Regions from separate parts of the Mus musculus genome. Here region 2 is linked to region 1. A link is a contact called in public HiChIP or PLAC-seq data. All regions are on one chromosome and are shown on one strand. The core of a region is the stretch at or near the end of the contact, and the rest is flanking DNA. Distances in the headings are between cores, read along the strand shown.

Region 1 (4,585 bases), core at 1,337-3,836:
AATACATTATTTATGGAATCATAACTTGGTGCTAAGAGCATAAAAGTACAGGAAGAACACCAACTTCACAACTATCAACAGAGGCAGGAGGAACAATTCGGGGGTGAGAAAGATCTAGGTGTCCTTAAGTTCTTTTTAATTATAAAACAATCTCAGATTTTTATTTTTTGTGTGCTTGTTTTTAAAGACTAGGTCTCATGTAGCCCAGGCTGACCCAAACCCAGTCAGTAGCAGAAGACTTTATTCCTCCTGCCTCTACCTGTCCAGTGCTAGTATCTCGGGCATGAATCACCTGCACAGCTCTTTGCTGCTTTAATGGGCAAGCACAGAACTCTCCTGTGGTAGAACTGCTCATGCACAGCGGGAGTTTCTGCTTTAGCTGAAACTCTCACTGGCCCCTCAAATAGCACGTGCCCACTTCTCTTATCCCACACAATGTGTTTTCCTGTGTGTCAACTAAAAAAACAATGCTAGATTCAAAGAAAGGAGACTTCTGAAGTCTTTCATGTTGCCCCAGGAAGTCAAGCCTACACTGGAAGTCAAGGGGTTTTGTTTACTGTGCCCTGGCTTGAGCCCAGAAGGGCAGTGCTAGGCAGGGTTTCCCTTTTAATGAGTACAAGAAGTATTAAGACTGTCACTAGGTGTCCTTTATTTATATTCATGCCTCTAAAACATTCTTTATAGTTCCACTATCATCCCAGTAAAAGTATTTCATTATTTTAAATGACACACTCTTTTAAAAGGCGCATTTTATCATTAAACAATTTTTGAATTGCTACTGCAGCTAAGCTTTGTGAAAGTAAACAAGTAAATAAGACTTCTGGAGGGTTTTTTTTTCTTGTTTTTGTTTTGTTTTCCTTAGACCGGGTTTCAGTATTTAGCACTGTCTGACAACGAATTTAACATTATCCTCCTCCTCTGCTTCCTGAGTGATGGGATTACAGGCGTGTGCCACCACACCCAGCTGAGAATGATTTGTTTTTAAAGAGCATCTTTAAAAACATTTTAAACTTGAGCCGGACTGTGGTGGCAAACGCCTTTAATCCCAGCACTTGAGAGGCAGAGGCAGGTGGATTTCTGAGTTCGAGGCCAGCCTGGTCTACAAAGTGAGTTTCAGGACAGCCAGGGATACACAGAGAAACCCTGTCTCGTAAAAACAAAACAAGAACAGTTTAAACTTGAAACACACCTTTCATGGGAGTCTACTTAAAAGTCCACGTGCAACTCCACATAAGGAATATGACAAGTAATTTGTAGGAAAAAAGTAGGACGTGAATGCAGCTACAGAACTGCTTCTCCTCGCGGTCAACTACTGACCTATCGTGCACTTTAAGCTCGAAGGAACTTTTTGACCGGATCGTTTCTCAGTAAGAGTGTCAGAAGCAATCTATACCACCTTGGCATGAGAGCCGTAACTGATAAGCTGCCTTTCTAACATTAAAACAATCCCTTTGTGGGCTATTTAAGCCTTTGGCAGTAATCTGCCACGATCTTAGTTTCGGCACCGGAGTGTCTGCTTTCTCTGGGTGTTCAAAACAGCAATGAATGAAGATCTGTATGTTGGCTCCAACTGCTAGGCTGCAAGGTGGTTAGAATAATAAGTGGCCCAGGGTAGGGTGCAGGGGGTGCTCAAATGTATCGGTAAAGAACTTAGAACCTCTGGTCATAGAGGCTCCGGACTGCCAAGTGTTTGGTAGGAATAACAAACCTGCATAGGCCAAAAAGGTGATGAGTGCAGCCAGCAGGTGGATGCGAAGCTTGGTTCGGACCTCCTGGAAGTGCAGTAGAGCGCTGTGGAAAATAAAGGAGCAGATGGCCTCTATGATGATCGCTTTGGACATGTCGGTGTGGATGGGATTCCTGCAAGCTAAGATCCTTTCGTCGTAATGGTACTTGGTCAGACTCAGGCTCCACAGGGCGCTTATGCAGTACCTGCTGCACAGGGCGCTAACCAGCTGAGCCAACAACCTCACGGCACCCATTTCGGGGGACATACCCCCCAGAATCATCTGCATCATCACGCCGCACGGGTTGCTAGCTGTGCCCACCAGGGTCAGGCCATGCACCAAGGAAAAGAAGTAGATCAGTGTCAGAGTCCAGGTGGGGTGCGCAGAGTCCTGCTCGCTCAGCACTTGGAGCTCGTGGGTGCAGCAGCAGAGCTGGAAGGTAGCTAGAAACTCCAGGACGAAGGCGTGGACCACGGGCCTGTGTAGCTGTTGCCGGGCGATCACGCGGGCCAGCCCCACGAACAGCACGAACAGCAGCATTAGCCCCAGCGAGATGCAGGTGTCCTGCACCTCGGGCCGGAGCCCCAGTAGCGCGGACATGGCTCCCTCACCGCTGGGGATGGCTGAGGGCGGCAGGGACAGAGGAGCGTCGGGGGCTGGAGTCCGAAGTCCGCCGCCCCGCCCTCCCACGCCCCTCAGGGGCGGGCCGAGTGGAGAGCCCGGGTTCCGCGCTGGAGGGCTCCTCCCCTCCCCGGCTGCGCTGTGCAGATGTGACCTGAGCCGGGGAGGGGGGGAGGGCGGGGGAAAGGAGGCGGCGAGGGAGCTGTCCCTGGGCACTGGCGGAGGGGACAACGGTCTGTAGAGCCCCACGCGCACCCGCCTTCCGCCGCCTCCCTCAGCACAGGGCCAGGGCCCCGAGACCACTGCGCACGCGCGTGGCGCCCGAGCTCTGGGCTCTCAGCGCCGGACCCCGAGCCTAAGACCGCACCACGCTGGTGCTAGAGCATGTGGCGATCGGAGCGTGGCTTGGGAACTCTGCCTTGATCTTTGCACACTCCGGAAACTGTACTCCACGGAGCCCCAGAGGTCATCTTTGCAGCCACCCCGTTTTTACTAATGGAGAGACTGAGGTTGAGGAGCGAGGAGGTGACCCTCAGGGAAGGAGCTGTGGTCAACTGGGAGTGGGCGTGAGAACCGAGGTTTGACTGGTTTGACAAGGTGTTAGAGCTTTGGTTTTCTTCACCCACACTCGAACTTTTTTCGTAAGTGTGGGGGAAAATATATATATCCATTTATGTGTAAAATTGACGTTAATTATATTCACACTTTATCTAGCTATCGCCACTATTTCCAAACTTTGGATGTTGTGTTTTATTTTTTATCGAATGCATTTGCTTAATTATCTAATTGTCTTATTTATGTTTATATATGTGCATACACACACACACACACACATATATATATATGTATGTATATACATACATACATACATACATACATACATACATACGGGGGTCGCTGTGCCCAATCTCATGTGTTCCACAAGGTGGGTCCCAGGGATCAAACTCAAGTCCTCAATTGGGCACCTTTACCTGCTGGAAGCACCTTGCCTGCAGGTGGTGGTTTAGGCATGAAGTCCTCAAAGTTTATAATGTTTATGTTATCTTCATCATGAGATATTAAAATACTAAGAAAACATTGTTTGCTTGTTCTCATTGGCATCCAGTGTGGGAAGGAAACCCTTGGATTGGTTGGCTTCCCAGAATCCTGGGACAACCTGAGGCAGGATGGAAAGAAGGGAGTTTGAGGGGCCATGGAAAGGAAGCTAGCCTGGAGCTGAAGTCTTGCACCAGCTGAGAGTCAAGTATTCCAGCACAGTTAACATCTATTGTGAAGTTTGCCTTATAGATATCCCAAATAAGAATATTAAAATAGGTGCTGGTGAGATGGCTCAGCGGTTAAGAACACTGACTGCTTTTCCGGAGGTCGTGAGTTCAAATCCCAGCAACCACATGGTGGCTCACAACCATCCTTAATGAAAAACAAATAAAAAACCTATGGTCCAGTGCGAGCGGGGCCGGAGCAAAAGGGAAGGGGGGAAAAAGGGAATATTAAAATAGTTCTGGAAGTCACTTTCTGAGGCGACCTTCCTCCTAGATGGTCTTTGTGACTTCCAACCATGGCATACCAGGGCCAGGGCCACAGAAGGTGTGGAGGGTGATGGTGCAGTCCGCCAACCTCAAGTTCAGATACTTGCCAGGCAGATTCCGGTGTGGCTGTGTGAGCAAGTGAATATTGGGAAAGAGGGATAGATGGCTGCATTATTGGCATTGAGGAGTACTTGAACCTCGTATTAGATGATGCAGACAAGATTCACCGTAAAACAAGAAAACAGCCGGGCTGGATCATGCTGAAAGATTTCTGAGTTTGAGGCCAGCCTGGTCTACAGAGTGACCTTCAGGACAGCCAGGGCTACACCGAGAAACCCTGTCTTGGGAAAAAAAAAAAAAAAAGTCTTCTAATGGGAACACAGTCTGAAACATTTATTTATGTTGTTTCGGTAGCCCTTATGCTATTATTATATAACAATAAGTGCTGTAAGGTTGTTTTGTCTCACACACACACACACACACACACACACAGAGAGAGAGAGAGAGAGAGAGAGAGAGAGAGAGAGAGAGAGAGAGAGAGAGAATGTTAGAATAGGGATTAAGGAAACATAACCTTTCCCCCAGTTTTCTAGTTTTCTCATGAGGAGCTCCATTTAGTGAAAGATATATCTAATCTCCCTTGAATAACCTTTGTGACCCAGGATTTACCTCATCAGGTTGTAATCATATCCAAGACATCTTATGACT
Region 2 (4,585 bases), core at 1,075-3,574, 71 kb after region 1:
AGATCACCTTGCTTCTGGTTCCTTGCCTGCCTCTGGAGCATTCAGATTATAAATATGGGCCATCATGCCTGGCAAAATACTAATTTTTGAACCACATCCCAGACCAAAGTCAAAATATGGGGCCTAAATTTGTTTTTATAAATTCTCAAAATGATTCAGATTACTTACTTGTTACTGATAAGGGATGATAAGATGAGGACTCCCTTACAAAAAGAAGACAGGAATAAGTGCTGGGTAGGCTGACAGTACCAGTTTCAAAATTGTAATGGTGGATAAGGGACCAATTCATTAGGGATCTTGAATGTGTATTTTATAAAGTTGTGAAATATAAAGTAGATAAGTGTGTATCTGAGGACTTGGTGGCGACAGAATATAAAAAGGGTGAGGTTGAAGTTGTAATTTCAGGGGCACAGATTAGATTTTCATCTTGGGTTCTTTTTCTCATTCAGCTTTAAACTCTCTTTCTATAAGCAGAGAATATGACCATTAGGAAGCTGAGAATTGAATGAACAACATGCACTTCCTCTGGGATCAACTCACCTCATTAGGTTCATCAGCAACCATCATTCCCCATTGAGCCATCTTGATGGCCCTTTTCTTCCTTTCTTGAGATTAGGTCTCACTACATTGCTCAGGATGGCCTCAAACTCACTGTCCTCCTGCGTTAGCCTTCTGTAGCTAGAATCAAGCATCATTCCTTTCAAGATTCAAGATTACTTCCTGATTCTCAGTGATTATTTCAGGTCTTGGACCCTTGATCAGATTCTCCAGTCAGCTTTAGTTTAGCTGTAGGAACATGTATTCTGCCTCTGTAGTCTTATCCTTTGGTATTATGTGAGTTTTTTAATTCAGTTGTCATAGGGATATTACAATTAATATGTGTTAAGGGTGATGTGACCATCCATATTTTATGTTCTGCCTTTGCTTTTACCTCATTGCTTTATTTTTATTTTTTATTTTGTTTTTTGAGACAGGGTTTCTCTGTATAGCCCTGGTTGTCCTGGAACTCACTCTGTAGACCAGGCTGGCCTCAAACTCAGAAATCCGCCTGCCTTTGTCTCCCAAGTGCTGGAATTAAAGGCGTGTGCCACAACCGCCAGCATACCTCATTGCTTTTAAAATTTGTGCTACTATACTTATTCCTTCAAATTTTTATCACTTATACATTTCATATTTTGTAATATAGACTATCTACTGGGACACAAATGGGAAAGGTATTAAGAATTGACTTGGATTTTTCCATACCTATATTTAATGAAACTAAAACAGAGAAGGACCCAAAAATTTAAATATCTTGCTACTTCCTCTTTTTCCATTTCTTGATAGAAAAAATTACATCCATGTTTAAAGATAATTTTAAAAATTATTTTGTTTATGGGTATTTTGCTTACATGTATGTCTGTGAACCATATGCATACCTGGTATCCACAGAGGCCAGAAGAAGGCATCAGATCCTCTAACTCTGGAGTTACATATGGTTATGAGCCACCATGTGGATTCTGGGAATTGAACTCGAGTCCTCTGGAAGATCATCTAGTGCTCTTAATCACTGAGCCATCTTTCCAGCCCCATGATTTTTGTCTTAACTGTATTATTTTATCAAAAGCTACTGTGGATACCAGGTATGCATATGGTTCACATATGGTTGTAAATTCCTTGGTTTATGTTATCACACTGTCTGATGTAAATGAAGCAGAGCTGATGTCTGAACTTAGGAAAAGAAATTAGCTGGTGACTAGAAGTGTAAATCTAGCTGAGAGACAAAGGGTCCTGATCCCTTTTACCCTCACATATTTGGTATTAGATATTCTAGCACTGGGTTACTGGATAGTATGTGATCTTTGTTTGCATCTAAAGTATTTGAGAAAAAAGTATGGCATTAAATGTGTAATTTCATGTAGTAGTAGTAAAGTGTAGTGCTGAATACTTTATACTGTAACTAAAAATCACTATTGTTACTCTTCTTTTAGAATGTAACTTTTTGTGGAAGGGAAACAAAAGAAATTGCTTCTTGTAAACTTGTTGGTACTAATTAAATAGATGACCAGACTTTGGGGTTTGGCTAATCAGATATTAATTTTACGGATGAAAAAAGTGGGGCTAAGAGAAGAAAAACTACTGATTTACTGTTACATAAAAGTTGGGGTCAAGGCCACATTTTGGCTCTTATGCCTCCTTGTTTTGTGCATTTCTGTGTAAGAGGAACCATGAAGTAGCAGAAAGAGAGAGCAGGGAGTTGGAGGCAGAAGGTCCATCTGCATATAAATCGGTTCTGCCTCTTCTGACTTGGTTCGGAGACAGTAGCATTACTTCCTTTACCAGTTTCCTCATTTGTAAGGGGGAAATGATGCTGCTACCTCTTGAAACTGCCACACAAGGCTATAACTATAATACAGTGTGAAGTGCAGTAGAAAAAGAACAGTGACTTTAGAGTAAAGGCGACCAATTTGCTTATAAATTTAAGCGTTCTCGCCATTTTGTGTCTGATTTTGAAAATGTCACTCAATTTTGTAAACTTGTTTTTTCTTCCAAGTTCTCCTTGGACAATAGTAGTTCTCTAACAAGGTTGCTTTCAAGACATTAGTATGAGAGAATATAGGGAAAAGCACTGTATTTTCTTTCTGTTGCTGGGTTCATAAAGAAGCTCCCCATAAACAAAAGTGGAATTAATAAGAGAAGAGCATATAGACTTTATATAAATTTTAGGTGATAGTAACCATTAGAAGGAAATGAAGATCCCTCAAACTAGGTTTATTTGTGTATTTTATGTTTAGGTTTGTAGAAGAGGAGAGTAGAGGAGAATTATTGGAAGAAATATATAATCTAATGGTAATAAATTAGGAAGAAATTTGCAAAGCTTATTTGTTAAGATTCTTCTCTATATCTGTGTGGCTTGAGACATAAAGAGGGTCTCTTCTCTGGGAATAATACTCTGGGGAATAGCTCTTAAATTAGGGTCTTAGAAAAAGATAAGGAAAGGTGAGTCTGACCTTCCTGATTTTGCTGTCTTCTCAAATGACAAAGGTACACATTTTTTTTTTTTTTAAATGTGGTGTTTTTTTTTAAGATTTATTTATTTATTTATTTATTTATTATATGTAAGTACACTGTAGCTGTCTTCAGACACTCTGGAAGAGGGAGTCAGATCTCATTACGGGTGGTTGTGAGCCACCATGTGGTTGCTGGGATTTGAACTTCGGACCTTTGGAAGAGCAGTCGGGTGCTCTTACCCACTGAGCCATCTCACCAGCCCAAAGGTACACATTTTGGGAGTAGTGTTTTATTAAATTTATAAACAACAAAATGGTACCTAGCTTGTGATAGTGTTTGAGAACTTCTTTGGAGACAGTTCTGCTTTCTCATAATCACTCCTTTAAAATCTTAGAGATAACAGTGCTTGATTGTCTATGGTTTTATTTTTATGTATGTATGTATGTATGTATGTATGTATGTATGTATGTATGTATGTATTTTGTTTTTGGGAGTGGAGGCTCACACATAGCAAGGTGTGCATATGCATAGAATTCAGAGAGGTAAGCATGGCTTATGGAGTTGGTTTTTTAGCTTCTATCTTATTTGAAACAAGGCCTCTTGTTTCTGCTGCTGTGCTGCCATAAATTAGACTAGCTAACCTGTAAGTTTCTGGGTGAGCCTCCTGTCTCTGCCCCCATCTTGCTGTGGAGGGGTGGGATTATAAATGCATGCCACCACATCTAGTTTTTATCAAACTTAGGTTGTCAGGCATGCATGGCTAGTGATTTTGTTTCCTGAACCATCTCCCTGACCTTTGATGATTTTTTGCAGTGCTGAGAATAGAACCTGAGACTTTCCCCATGCTATGCAAGCATTCTACCACTGATAACCACTGTGTTCATTCCTACTCTTTAGTTTAATTCTGGAGATACTAAGGATGGGTTCGGCTGTTAGGTTTCCATTCTATACTGTAGTGGCTTATAGTCAGGGCTCTTGTTCTCTGAGAAGGGCCATTAGATATGGTAGGTTCAGTTTTGTCATTGTTTTTCTTTGGGGATAGGGGTGGGTTGGGGCAGGAGACAAGAGTCTGTCTGTCACCCATAGTGGCTTTGAACTATGTAGCTGAAGTTGGCTTCAAATTCTGAAGATTCCACCTCCCAGATCCTGAGGTTACAGGTATGAACAACGACACCCAACTATGACGGTAAGTTTTATGGTAAATGGATTGAAAAAGAGGAGGAAATATTTTAGGAGCTGATAAACTTGGGAAGGAGAATAAGGTTACTCCTGTCTGTGGCTCACCGAAGTGCTGAGATTTCTTATTATCATGACTATAGATGTGCCAAAAGTTGGAGCCATGCCTCTGTCCTTTGTCAAATATCTGCCCCACGTGGATATACCAGTATATTTTATATTTTTATATTTCTTATTGAAAGTATGTCTATCTGAAGTAGAGAATACCTAGGACCTGAGGGTCTCATTAATCCTAGTGGAGCTCTAATCTCTCACCCTCCATTTTGTAGAGATATTTGTATTCAATCAGGCTTTAATCTGAAGAAATGCAGGATTTGGGGTCTTGGATTTTTAGGCTTTATTTCGATGGCCACTTTCC

The links. HiChIP or PLAC-seq counts read pairs in DNA pulled down with a chosen protein or histone mark.
Region 2: a contact with region 1 is called in an H3K27ac HiChIP or PLAC-seq map of microglia, with 4 times the contacts expected there. The contact joins the enhancer-like site here to the promoter of Aqp11 in region 1. A contact is called at or near these places in 11 of 39 promoter capture datasets (the 3T3-L1 cell line, the HPC-7 cell line, cranial neural crest and 7 more), 2 of 15 datasets of contacts at CTCF or cohesin (CD8 T cells and the NIH/3T3 cell line), 28 of 484 Hi-C or Micro-C datasets (the C2C12 cell line, CD8 central memory T cells, LSK cells and 13 more), 13 of 115 datasets of contacts at active chromatin or transcription factors (CD8 T cells, the SCID.adh cell line, astrocytes and 6 more) and 2 of 9 other capture datasets (adipose tissue and liver).

Annotation. Positions count from the first base shown.
Region 1 is chr7:97,735,661-97,740,245 of GRCm38.p6, forward strand. Aqp11 (aquaporin 11) reads right to left here and starts at 2,587. Exons shown (of 3, transcript NM_175105.3): 1 at 1,709-2,587. The coding sequence starts at 2,327.
Region 2 is chr7:97,807,202-97,811,786 of GRCm38.p6, forward strand. It overlaps a transcript of Pak1 not described here. Among named protein-coding and RNA genes, the nearest start is that of Gm39050, 9.1 kb to the left of the region's middle. Within about 2 kb of position 2,325, at least 4 of the 459 cell types and tissues checked have an H3K27ac peak or open chromatin away from gene starts, as enhancers often do. A contact at or near this core is called in bone marrow-derived macrophages and microglia, where this site is marked.